Linked DNA regions of Macaca mulatta: region 1 is linked to region 2. A link is a contact called in public Hi-C data. All regions are on one chromosome and are shown on one strand. Each heading gives the region's core, a stretch centred on a gene start, on an enhancer-like site or on the middle of the called end of the contact. The rest is flanking DNA. Distances are from core to core; before and after follow the strand shown. Region 1 holds the start of PHLPP1 (PH domain and leucine rich repeat protein phosphatase 1). Region 2 has its middle 280 kb from the start of PHLPP1.

Region 1 (5,939 bases), core at 3,281-5,780, 280 kb after region 2:
TAAGTCAGCTAAGAGAATGGTGGCCTGGGAGATGCTATAACAATTTTCAAACTAAGTTTTCGTTAACAACTCTGTAATTAGATAGTATCTTTATCCAAGGCCTTCTCGTTCATTAAAGACTTTCATTTTACTTTACCCAGATAAATATTTAAATATTCAAAGCAACCACAAATGGCTTTCAAAGCCTCTAAAAAACAACCCTAGTCAGGTTACAAATACTAAAATTTAATAGAAAGGTGATCTTCAAGAGAGTAGACCCTCAAAACAGTAGATAAGCTCAAGTTAAATGCAGAAAAATATTCAAAAGAATTTGAAAGCAACTTCTTAGCTATCCTTAACCCCAACTATGCATAAACAAAACAACATGCAGCAATAAATTTAAAAATAAGTTATATATAAAATTACCAATGGGGTACAGAATTTTCAAAAACCCTGTAAAAGATATCATCTAAAACAAACATTAATTATCCTCTTCCTACAGAAAAAAACTACTACCAAAATGTAACTCTATCTTGTTGAGGTGTCCTATATTCTGTTGGAACACAGAGATCATTTCTAGGAATCACTTCCAGTCTGGTGCAAACCTTCACTATATGTGGAGTCCTGACAGTGGTTCCGTAAGTGAGATTACAGTTTTGTTCATCAGTAACTGAACTTCTTCGCAAAAATTCAGGTGGATTCACCATACACTATATTTTGTTCTATGACAAATGAATAACAGCAGAGATGTGTGGTATATTAACTGAGGCTTAAAATAAGATCAACTTTGTTTAAAAGCCAAAATAAGCAATTAGACAACTTGGCAACAATCAGGCATCTTTCTTCTAGGACACCTGTACACTGGCTTCATGTTCAAGAATAGAGTGGATACTGTGTGTGGCATCCCCCACACATCTACTCAGATGTGTGAGTATATGTAAGCATATACTCAGAGGCATACATGCATTTATGCTGTGCATATAGAAATAAGGCAGTAAGTGCAGAATGAGGTAACAATTACTGCTTTTCATAAAGGACAAAACGAAAAGATTAAACGATCATGCCAAACATTTAAGATTTAACCAGGAAAGACCTGTCATTTTAATATTGAGATGAGTTTTGAGAAAAAAAAGTGTTTATTACCCATTAGAATGTTTTAGACACTCTTGAAGAGAATCAAAGAAAAATAAAGATCTAAATTTCGTAACTGTGACACCCAAAACCTTTCCATGGACATTTATCACAATGGACATATCCATAAGCAAACTCTTTCCATGTAAAATTTGTTCAAACTCTATTTAATACGTCCCTTGTTTTTATATACAGTTCCTTCCACGTAGTTAAAGGGCACCTATTTTTAATGCTTTTGTAAAATAACAATATTTTACAAAGAATTAACGGAGAAAAGAATACAGTTGTTGATCTTACATAAAAAATCATCTATTTCCTGGACCATAAACTTTAAAAGCCATGTCATCGAGTTGGCAAATTGTCTTCAGATACTGCAGATGCTACTGTATTATGATTTGGTTTTCTTTACAAGGAAAAGATTCATCAGAAATCCACTTAAATTTCAGAAAAACTTCCAAGAAATTTAAAGGGCATCTATTTCACCAGGAATCCTGTCAGTCTTGCATATTTCAATGTGGGAGTAAAGATGTAAAGATTTCTTCATGCAAACTAATTAAACTGCCACTGGGACACAAGCTGGACCAAAAGACATTAAATTGTAAAGAATGGCTACAAATCAGTGGAGTTACAAGTATGATTCTTTTTCCACCACCACCTACAACCTAAAAACCTAAAGTTGGCGAAGATATAACACTCCTGATTTAATTTTGCTATGAGAACTTTATTTTAAATAAAATTCCTTATCACTGAGAGCATAATTATTCAAACCAGAAGAGGAAAGGGATGTAAACTACTTAGAAAACTCAAGTACAATATCCAGGATCTATAGCTCCTGAATTTAGTACTAGCCAAGTCTTTAGCCAAAAGAGAAATATTACATGGATCACCCCTAGTCAAGAATTTGATAATGTACTGAAAAAAGACAGGGGAAAATTTTAGGATACATCTGAAGAAATAGTAAACCACTTAAATCCTTCTTGTGAACCCTTCTGCAAGTCGTATTGCAGTGGTCAGTTCTGACTATAAAGGCTGGAAGAAATGAGAGAAACAGGAAAAAACATTTTTTTTTTAATGCAAGACAAACTTGCAGACGAAACAGAAATTGAGCAAAAAAGCGCTGGGGAAAAGTGTCAGTTAAAAAGGGGCCCTTTTGTCAGATTTCTAATGAGGGCTCCGTGGGTAATTTATGAGTGTGGCAGAGCTAAATAAACAAAGGCACCAGTTGACAAGTCAGGAGCTCCCGGTGGCACACACAGCTAGAACGCTGAACTGGGCAGTCAAATGCAGTCAAGACTGTTCTAGCATTTTTGTTCTCATTTCTTCGGTCCGTCTTATGCTCACGTGACAGTTTACCTGAAATCCCAAACAGCCTGAAACCCAACAAGCCCGAGGAAGCACCTTTATGGTTAAAGGTGCTCTTGCCGCTTTCAGGGGGATCTGCTTCCTGTACTTCCTGGTGATTCAGCCACCTCTTTGACATTGCTTTCCAACCTCTGAGCCCTCAAGATTAATAAAACGCGCAGATTTAAAGATTGCTCAATTTAGTATACACAGACTGTATGAAAAAGCTGTAAAGTTTAAGACAAAGACTCACCAGGACCCGCACTTACTCTTGGGTTGGGCAAACTGACAAGCAATTTGAATCACTCTTCGGCCCTCGGCAGCGTTTGCACTCACCCGTCAAGGCAGGTGACTTCCTTACCTGCATAGAAGCGGATGAGGCAGCCAATCTCCGAGTCCATGCCTTCCTCCTGCACCCTCCACAGCTCCCCAAATCCCAGTTGGAAGAGGTAGTCATTTTGGATCTGCAATGGCTTCTCCTCCGCCTCCAGGCGCCGGGTGGTCTCTCCGTGGAGCTGCACGTACAGGGTGGGCGGCGGGGGCGGCGGAGCCGCCTTCTCCGCGGTCACCCCGCTTCTCCAGGGGATCGACTGGAGGCCTCCCGGGGCCACGAATGCCGCCGCCTTCTCCTCGCACGACCCCTCGCGGACGGCCCCGCCCGGGCTGTCAACGGCCCTCGGGGCTTTCTGCTGCGGCCGAGGCGAGGAGGCCGTCTGGGGAGGCGGGAGGGGCTGCGCGGAGCGGCCGGGACGGCGAGGTTGGCCCGGGACCGCCGTCGGGGCCGAGGCTGCGTCGGTCTCGACCTCTTCCGACGACGACGAGCCGCCGCCGCTGCTGTAGGGGTCCAGCCGGTCGGATACGCTCTCGGCGCTGGGACTCAGGCTGAAGCTCTCGGTGTCGGAGGCCACAGGCCGCGGGGCGCGGGGAGAAGAGGCAGGGCCCCCGACGAAAGGCTCGCCGGGGCTGGAGTCCGAGGGCGCGGGGCTGGCACGGCGCGACCACCCGCCCGGGACGCCGGCGGGAAGGGGTAGGTCGGCGGGGGGCGCGCGCGGAGGACCCCCGACGGCACCCGGCGCGCTCCTCGCGGGCAGCGCCTCCGAGTCCCGCGGCTCCGGGGGCGCGAGCCGGGGGCCGGCCTCGGGGGGCGGCTCAGCGGGCTCCCGGGCGGCGGCAGCTCCGGGCCCCTGGCCCAGCACCTTCACCACGCCGCCGCCTTTGTGGCCCAGCTGCAGCAGGCGGGCGGCCACCTCGCCGGCCGTGGTGTCCAGTGTACAGAGCACCGGGCGCAGGTAGGTCGAGGCCATGTGGCGGTCGAAGACGTGCACGCAACCGCGCTGGAGCTGGTGCCTCACCCAGTCCCGGTCCGACGGCTGCAGCTGCAGCGTCTGCCGGTGCTTCAGGAGCAGCGTCTTCCTGTCCAGGCTCCGGGTGCACAGCGACGCCGAGGCCGAGCAGGAGGCGGGGAGGCCGGCAGCGCCGGGGGAGTGCGAGGCAGCAGCGGCCGACGACGACGACGACGACGACGACGAGGCGGCCGCGGCGGCCGCGGACAGATTCCTCTTCAGCCGCCCTCTCCTCAGCAGGAGGGAGTTGGCGCCGCTGCCGGCCCCGGGCACGGGGGCAGCCCCGCCGGCAATGGGCTGGGGCGCCCCACGCCGCCTCCTGCGCCCGGCACCCCCTGCTCTGCCCGGCAGCGGCCCCGGCGGCGCCTCGCCCGGGGCCTCTTCCCGCGCCCCGCCGCCGCTGCCGTTCCCGCCGCTCGGGGCCGCCGGGGTCAGCGCGGGCTCCGGACTCCGGCCGCCCCCAGCCGCCGCCGCCAGAGCCGCCGCGGCCGCTGCTGCCGCAGCGGCGGCCGCCGGAGCCGAAGCTCGGTCCTCCCTGCCGGGCTCGGGGAGTCGCTGCGCCGTGGCCGCGGCGGCGGGCTCCATTGCAGTGGGGCTTCGCGTTTCCCCCCCAGCTCCGGAGGCAGCGGGCGGAGAGGGAGGCGATGAGGCGGAGGTGGGAGACGGCGACGGCGCGCGGAGAAGGGAGAAGCCAATGGCGTTCGGCGCGGTCGTTCCAGGGGATTATGTGGCGATTCGAAGCATTCCGTCGGTGTCTCAGTGTTCCATCCCGCGCGCCCGCCTCGCCGCCACCGCCCCCCCGACACACGCCCTCCCCGCCCCGGTCGCCGGCTCCCCAGCGCGGGCCCCGCCCGCTCCCCCCGCCTCAACCCGGCGAACCAGCCGCGGATCTGGGCTCATTGAATATTAATCACCCTCCGGGAGCGGGAAGGCGGGAGGCTGGCAGGGCGGGAGGGCCGCGTGTGCCTCATGAATATTCATCGCCGGCATGACGGCATTCCAGGGAGGAGTGGGGAGAGCCGGGGGATGGCCGGAGGCGGAGCTTCAGGGTAAACAAACGTGACGCGTACGTACGGGGGCGGGGTGGGGGGCAGTTTCCCGGGAGGTTCCTGAGCCGGCCTCGGAGAGGGCGGTGAAGACAGAGGCGCGCGGTACACCTTGGGAGTTGTGGTTCTCGTCACGGGACCGGCAATCCCGAGGGAGACATGGTGGACTACAAGTCCCAGCGGTCCTTTGGCTGTGCTCCTCCTGGCCGGCAGCAGCTGGCCATGGCCAGTGAGTATTGTGCCCTCTGCCGTTGAACTCTGTGCCAGAGTTCTTAATGAACAAGAATGCTCATGTTCATTAACTTGTATTTTACCTGCACTCCAGCTTGCCATATGACTTTTATTTTCCCTACTAATTAAAGGTGAGGACTTTCAGGGACTCTAAACAGTACGAAGGTCCCAGGTCCCAGTCCTCACCTCTGCCCATTGTGTGAGATAGAGATACACACCCGTCACACCACAGCATCACTGGCAGTCTGAGTGGGCCAACCTCACTTTTCCCCCACTTTTTCAAGACCCAGGAAGACAGGCAGTGTCTGGGAATTCTAAGTGAGGCTGTCGTTGAATGTTCTTGTTGGAAGGCACAACCCTAAACCTGTCCTCTCCCTCTCCTGTATCTGAAAAGGAAAATGGCAAAGGACTGAGGTTTCATTGTTCCCCATTGATCTTGAAGTTTGAAGTAGTTTAATGACACGGAAAGCACTGGAAAGTAGAAGAAACATTAGAATGGAGTATGAGATGGGCTTTTTCCATGTGTTCTCTCTTAACGTCTTCTCTGTTTTTTTCTTTCGTCATTCAGGGGAAAAAAAAATCTTTTCTACTGCTACAATGTTTAGTCGTGGTCTGAAAAGTATTTTTCGTAAGTTGAATCAATGTTGTAAGCTGGACTAGGGCAGTTTACTATTTAAAAGAATTTAGTACACCTTTTTAATTGAATTACCATTCCCGCAATTGCTTTATAATTCGGGATTTTTTTTTTCTTTTTTATTTTTTCTTTTTTTTTTTTTTTTTTTTGCCACAGAGTGGGTCTGTCTCCCAGGCTGGAGTGCAGTAGCGCAATCTGGGCTCACTGCAACCTCCGCCTCTTGGGCCCAGGTGA
Region 2 (5,874 bases), core at 2,070-4,569:
ATACAAGGTTTAGCGTCTTTTTTGAGACAAACAGTTTCCCATGGAACCAGTGTATTCTACCAAGATTTCAAAACTCTTTTTTTTATTTTTTATTTTTATTTTTTTAGATGGAGTCTGGCTGTGTCGCCCAGGCTGTGATTACAGATGCCCACCACCATGCCTGGCTAATCCTTGTAGTTTTCGTACAGGTGGGGTTTCCCCATGTTGGTCAGGCTGCTCTCAAACTCCTGGCCTCAAGTGATCCACCTGCCTTGGCCTCCCAAAGTGCTGGGATTACAGGTGTAAGTCACCATGCCCAGCCAAGATTTCAAAACTCTTAGAACTGAGTTTTAGCCAGGACACCCAGCATGTATATGTGTGTGGCCATTTAAGAAGTCCTTGGTAAAATAGTCCGGAATCATGCCTTCAAACTGTCATTCTCCAATTTCTTTCTTTTTTTTTTTTTTTTGAGACAGAGTCTCTGTCGCTAGGCTAGAGTGCAGTAGCGTGATCTTGGCTCACTGCAACCTCCACCTCCCCAGTTCAAGCGATTCTCCGGCCTCAACCTCCCGAGTAGCTGGGACTACAGGTGTGCGCCACCACACCCAGCTAATTTTTGTATTTTTATTACAGACAAGGTTTCACCATGTTGGCCAGGCTGGTCTCAAACTCCTGACCTCGTGATCCAACCACCTCCGCCTCCCAAAGTGCTGGGATTACAGGCATGAGCCACTGTGTCCGGCCTCCAATTCCTTTTTAAATGTATTTCTTCAGCATTGTCACCGAGATCTGCCTGTCCAGGTGGAGAAGCAGCTGGAGTGACAGCATCTGTCCTCAGGAGCATACCACAGAGCTACAAACATGACGAACTCTCGGGAGTCCAAAGACACCAGATATCCCAGGCTGGGCACACATATGGATGTTGTTGCAGTGAGAACCAGAGACTCTTGCTTGAATTTCCTCCTCCTGGGGAACAAAGGCCAAGAGTCCTGGATGCTTAGCTCAAGGCCAACGGGCATGTGTTATATGCTAATTGATACACATTTGTGACCTGGGAGCATGCTGTTTTGAGCAGCTGCATGTCTGTAGGAAACAATAAAGTGATTCATTTTTATGTTGCAACTTCAGTATTTGATATAAATTCTATCAATATGCCTTTGCCACTAAGCTCCTGCCTCTAATAGTTAACCATCTTCTACTGTAGTTGCAGCAAAAGGAATCAATTGAGATTGAAAAATCAGATGTAAAAAGAAAGTGGAAAAACAGGTCCTTTGTGGTTAATATTAATCTTGCAATTGATTTTTTTTTTCTTTTAAGGAAGTCAGCCAAGAGCAGAGGAGACAATTAGGAGAAAAAGTGATTCACTGTATCCACAGCTTCGGAGGTCAAAAGGAGACCGAGCTGGCCTTGGTATTTGGCAGAGAGGAGAATCAAGAGGTTGGGCCTGCAGCCGCACAGAAACGCATCACATGAGACCTGGAGAGGGAGGAGGCAGAGAGCACGGGACAGTCAGGAGGACGGGCTGGGTGCCATGCTCTGCGGGAGGGAGGGAGGCTCCGGCCTCCATGCCTTGGCTCCCAGTACAGCACCTTCCTGTTCCTGGATTAGCTTCCTGGACCAGACACAACCCTCAATGACCCCTTTTAGTCAAAAACCTCTCCAAGACCAGGCTCTTCTCGACCTGCTGCACGTCTGCTTGGGCTATCCCAGAAGCGACCCCTCTATCAGAGCCAAGAAGGCTGCATGGCACCTCTGGGTAAGATCTGTGGGGTCACTCACCAGAGACCCCTGGCACTTAGCTCACCAGAAGAAGATGGCTGAGCCTAGAAGGTGCGGACAAAACAAAAAACAAAACGAGCCCCCGACTCCCACAACTTTTCGGGTCATCTCACCCTGGAATGATCCCAAGCACCCCCATGCCACCACTCCCCAACCTTCTAGGAACCTCAGTAAAGGCGAAATATGTTATTGATGTCTCCACTCCACAGCCGTTGTCTCCCACGCGCCCGCTCTCTGCCTGGCACCGCTGGTCATATTCGGGACACTTGGAAGGGAGTGCCTTCCAAGTCAGGGTGGTCAAAGAAGACCCTTGGGTTACCCTGTGGGGAGGCAACATCTGAGCTGAGGTCAGAACAGAGAAGGAGCTGACACAAGACTCTCGGAGGAAGCACAGCAGACCCAAACCAGAAGAGCGACTACGATGGATCTAAATGGAGACCAGCCAGGCTCGCGCCGCAGGAAGGAAGCTGATGTGACTAGACCAGTGACTGTAACCGGGGGTGACTTTGCCTCCCAGGGGATATCTGGCAATGTCTGGAGACACTGTTGCTGTCGGCAGTGTGGGAGGCTGCTAGTGGCAGCTAGCAGGTAGCAGCTAGAGATGGCACTAACTCTCTCACAATACACAGGACAGCACCCAACCAAAGAATGATCTGGACTGAAATGTGCCTGATGCTGAGGCTGAGAATCCTGGGGCCAGAGGGTGGAGTGAGGGCAAGAGGGCAAAAGCCCATGGCTGGGAGGTGGACAGATCACATAGGACCACAGGGGCCCTGATGAGGAGTTTGGGTTGTCTTCTAAAATGATGGAAGACCACTGGAGACTTCCCCTTAGGAATCTGGCATGATGTGCACTAAAAATGATGACTCTGGTGGGAAACAGATGGCTGTGAGTGCATAATGGACCCTCCTACAGAAGTGCAAATGAGAGATGATGGTAGCTTACAGGAGCTACGGAGACAGACAGAAGTGGATGGCTGGGATATGTCTTTAAAAAAACGAGGCTGCGTGCGGTGGCTCACGCCCATAATCCCAGCAGTTTGGGAGGCTGAGGTGGGCAGATCACCTGAGGTCAGGAGTTCAAGACCAGCCTGACCAACATGGAGAAACCCCGTTTCTACTAAAAATACAAAAATTAGCCAGGCATGGTGGCGGGTGCCTGTAATCCCAGCTACTTGGGAGGCTGAGGCAGGAGAACTGCTTGAACCCAGGAGGTGGAGACTGCAGTGAGCCGAGACCATGCCACTGCACTCCAGCCTGGGTGACAGAGCAAGACTTTGTCTTGAAAAAAAAAAAAAGAAAAGAAAAAAGAAACAGACTTGTCAATGAATTGGCTGTGCAGAGTCAGAGTAGGGAGGGAAAAAGGAATCCAGGATGATCCCTGGGATTTAGGGCAGGGCAAATGAGTGGATAATGGTGACATTTTTGTGATGAAAAAGACTATGGGAGAAATAGTCTGGAGTAGCAAACCGGGAGTTCTGTTTTGGATGAGATGTGTTTGTGATGCCTATTACATATTCACAGGCAGAAAGACAGTAGACACTGGGCTAGCACCAGACAGATGGTATTTAAAGTACATAAGAGACACTGAAATCCACCAACAGTATACCAGTCTATGCCAGACTACTTAAACAATACTAAATTCAACATCAAAGAAGAATAGAGGAAGATATGTTCCTCTTATTGTTTGCCTAGAAAAAGTTCCTTAAGATCTAATCATTTTTGACTCTTAGAAGAATAATTATTTTAAGGAGGCAGGACAATTCTCTCTTACATGTGACCTAGGAAGATGTAAAAAATGCAAAATCATCCAGTAGAAGCCGTTAGGAATCAGGGCTGAGAACTTGAACTTCTTGCTAGCATCCACACTTCACATGCCTGAAACACCTGTTCCCTGGCGGGGGTGCCATTACCCCACTTCCCCATGGGCCACTTCCCAAACATCCCCAAGAACCACTGGAGAATGTGGCCCTCTGTGAAGCCGTCTCTGTTCCTGAGCTGGGTGGCTGTTTTTCTTTCTGTGCATGTGAGACACTTTGAAATTAAGCCTTTCCGCAGGCCAGGCCTGTGCTAATGACATCAGGTACACTGTTTCACTGAATTGATGACGGTGTATTGTGAATCCCAGTTTACAGATAAAGTCACCAAAGCACTGGGAGGTTACACTGCCGAGATCGCTGACTCGGGGCTGTTGCCACAAAAGTACCTTAACATACTGGATGGCCCAGAAACAACAGAAATTTATTGCTCACAGTTCTGGAGGCTGGGCGTCAGCAGATTCGGTATCTGGTGAGGTCCCACTTTTCTGGTTCAGAGATGGCACCTTTCCTGTGTCCTCACACATTGGAAGAGGCAAGGCAGTTCCCTTGCGCCTCTTTTATAAGGGCACTAATCCCATTCATAAGGGCAGATCTGTCATAACTGATCACCTCCCAAAGGTCCCCACCTCAAAATACCATTACATTGGTGATCAGATTTCAACATACGAATTTTAGACGGGACACAAAGATTCAGACCACAGCAGTCACCTAGTAATTAGGGAAGCACCAGGATTTGAACTCAGAGCTGTCTGCTCCAGAACCCTTGGCACCTATAATTTTTTTAAATGACGTTGACTCTAATAGACTGTGAAATGCTTGAGCAACAAAATATGCCAAGCTGAGTTCAAGGAGAACACCAGCGTCCTATGTTTTGCAAAGTACCACCTATGCGGAACTCATCTTAACATTTTACATCTTACCATGAACTTGCAGCTACTAGATTAAAGAGTCCATAAACCAGGTCATCGAAACCTGCTATCCATCACCAGCCACTAAAGGAGCATTTGCAAAGGGTAAGAACAAAATGTTGATTTTCCTTCCCAAAGCTGAGCTGTTTAACCCTTTAAAAATCATCCAATGCTACACCAGAATTTTCTCTTCACTCAACCTTTTTCTTCCAAAAGGAAAAAAAATTTACATTACACTTCCGTTTGTGGTAGGTGCTTTGACCTCAGCACTCTCCTCCACTCTTGCCCCACTGCCCTGGGCCCACCCACCCTTCACCAGTGTTATAGGGGCTGCACCCACCCTCACCTAAAATCCAAAGCTACTTCTTCTATGCTGTAGAAAGGAACAGCCTCAGCTCTCTACCTCCTGCTCCAATTGTTCATAACCTCTAATCAAGATAATAGCAAAGGGGGCCGGGCACGGTGGCTCACACCTGCAATCCCAGCACTTTGGTGGGGCGGGGGTGCAGATCACTTGAAGCTAGTTCAAGAGCAGCCTGGCTAATATGACAAAACCCCTTCTCTACTAAAAATACAAAAATGAGCTGGGCATGGTGGTGCACACCTGTAATCCCATCTACTCAGGAGACTGAGACGCAAGAATCGCTTGAACCCCAGAGAGAGAAGTTGCAGTGAGCTGCGATTGTGCCACTGCACTCTAACCTGGGTGACAGAGTGAGACTCTGTTTCAAAAAAAGAAAAAAGATAATGGCAAAGATGTTTATGAGTCTGTTTTCACGCTGCTATGAAGAAATACCCTAGACTGGATAATTTATAAAGAAAACAGGTTTAATTGACTCACAGTTCCACATGGCTGGGGAAGCCTCAAGAAACTTACAATCACGGCAGAAGGCACCACCTCCCATGGCAGCAAGAGCGAGAATAAGCGCCAGCAGGGGAAAAGCCAGACGCTTATAAAACTATCAGATCTCGTGAGAACTCACTCACTATCACGAGAACAGCACGGGGGAAATCACCCCCGTGATTCAATTACCTCCACCTGGTCCCTCCCATGACAGGTGAGGATTATGGGAATTACAAATCAATATGAGATTTTGGGTGGGAACACAGTTAAACCCTATCAATGTTCAACGAAGTGTTATTTACAATAGCAAAAAGCTGAAAACCATATAAATGCATTATTAATACGCTTGAATACATAGCAATTCTGTTAGGTGAATTTGGGAATATTAAGAATTTTTAAGAAAAAGGGAAGATGCACAACAAAATTTCAAAAAGGATATAAAATACAGCATAATCACAATTATTTTAAAATGATGCTTAGCAAAAAAGCTGGACAGGCGTGGTGGCTCAGGCCTGTAATCCCAGCACTTTGGGAGGCCAAGACGT

The links. Hi-C and Micro-C count contacts between places; a contact is called where the count stands out from the background.
Region 1: a Hi-C map of cortical neurons shows a contact between it and region 2, with 5 times the contacts expected there. The contact joins the promoter of PHLPP1 here to the enhancer-like site in region 2. A contact is called at or near these places in 6 of 14 Hi-C or Micro-C datasets (CD4 T cells, blood, cortical neurons and 3 more).

What each region holds. Positions count from the first base shown.
Region 1 is chr18:18,173,336-18,179,274 of T2T-MMU8v2.0, forward strand. It overlaps PHLPP1 (PH domain and leucine rich repeat protein phosphatase 1), which reads right to left and starts at 4,531. Exons shown (of 17, transcript XM_015122148.3): 1 at 2,813-4,531. The coding sequence starts at 4,379.
Region 2 is chr18:17,891,357-17,897,230 of T2T-MMU8v2.0, forward strand. No RefSeq gene overlaps it. Among named protein-coding and RNA genes, the nearest start is that of PHLPP1, 280 kb to the right of the region's middle. Within about 2 kb of position 3,320, at least 2 of the 40 cell types and tissues checked have an H3K27ac peak or open chromatin away from gene starts, as enhancers often do. A contact at or near this core is called in cortical neurons, where this site is marked.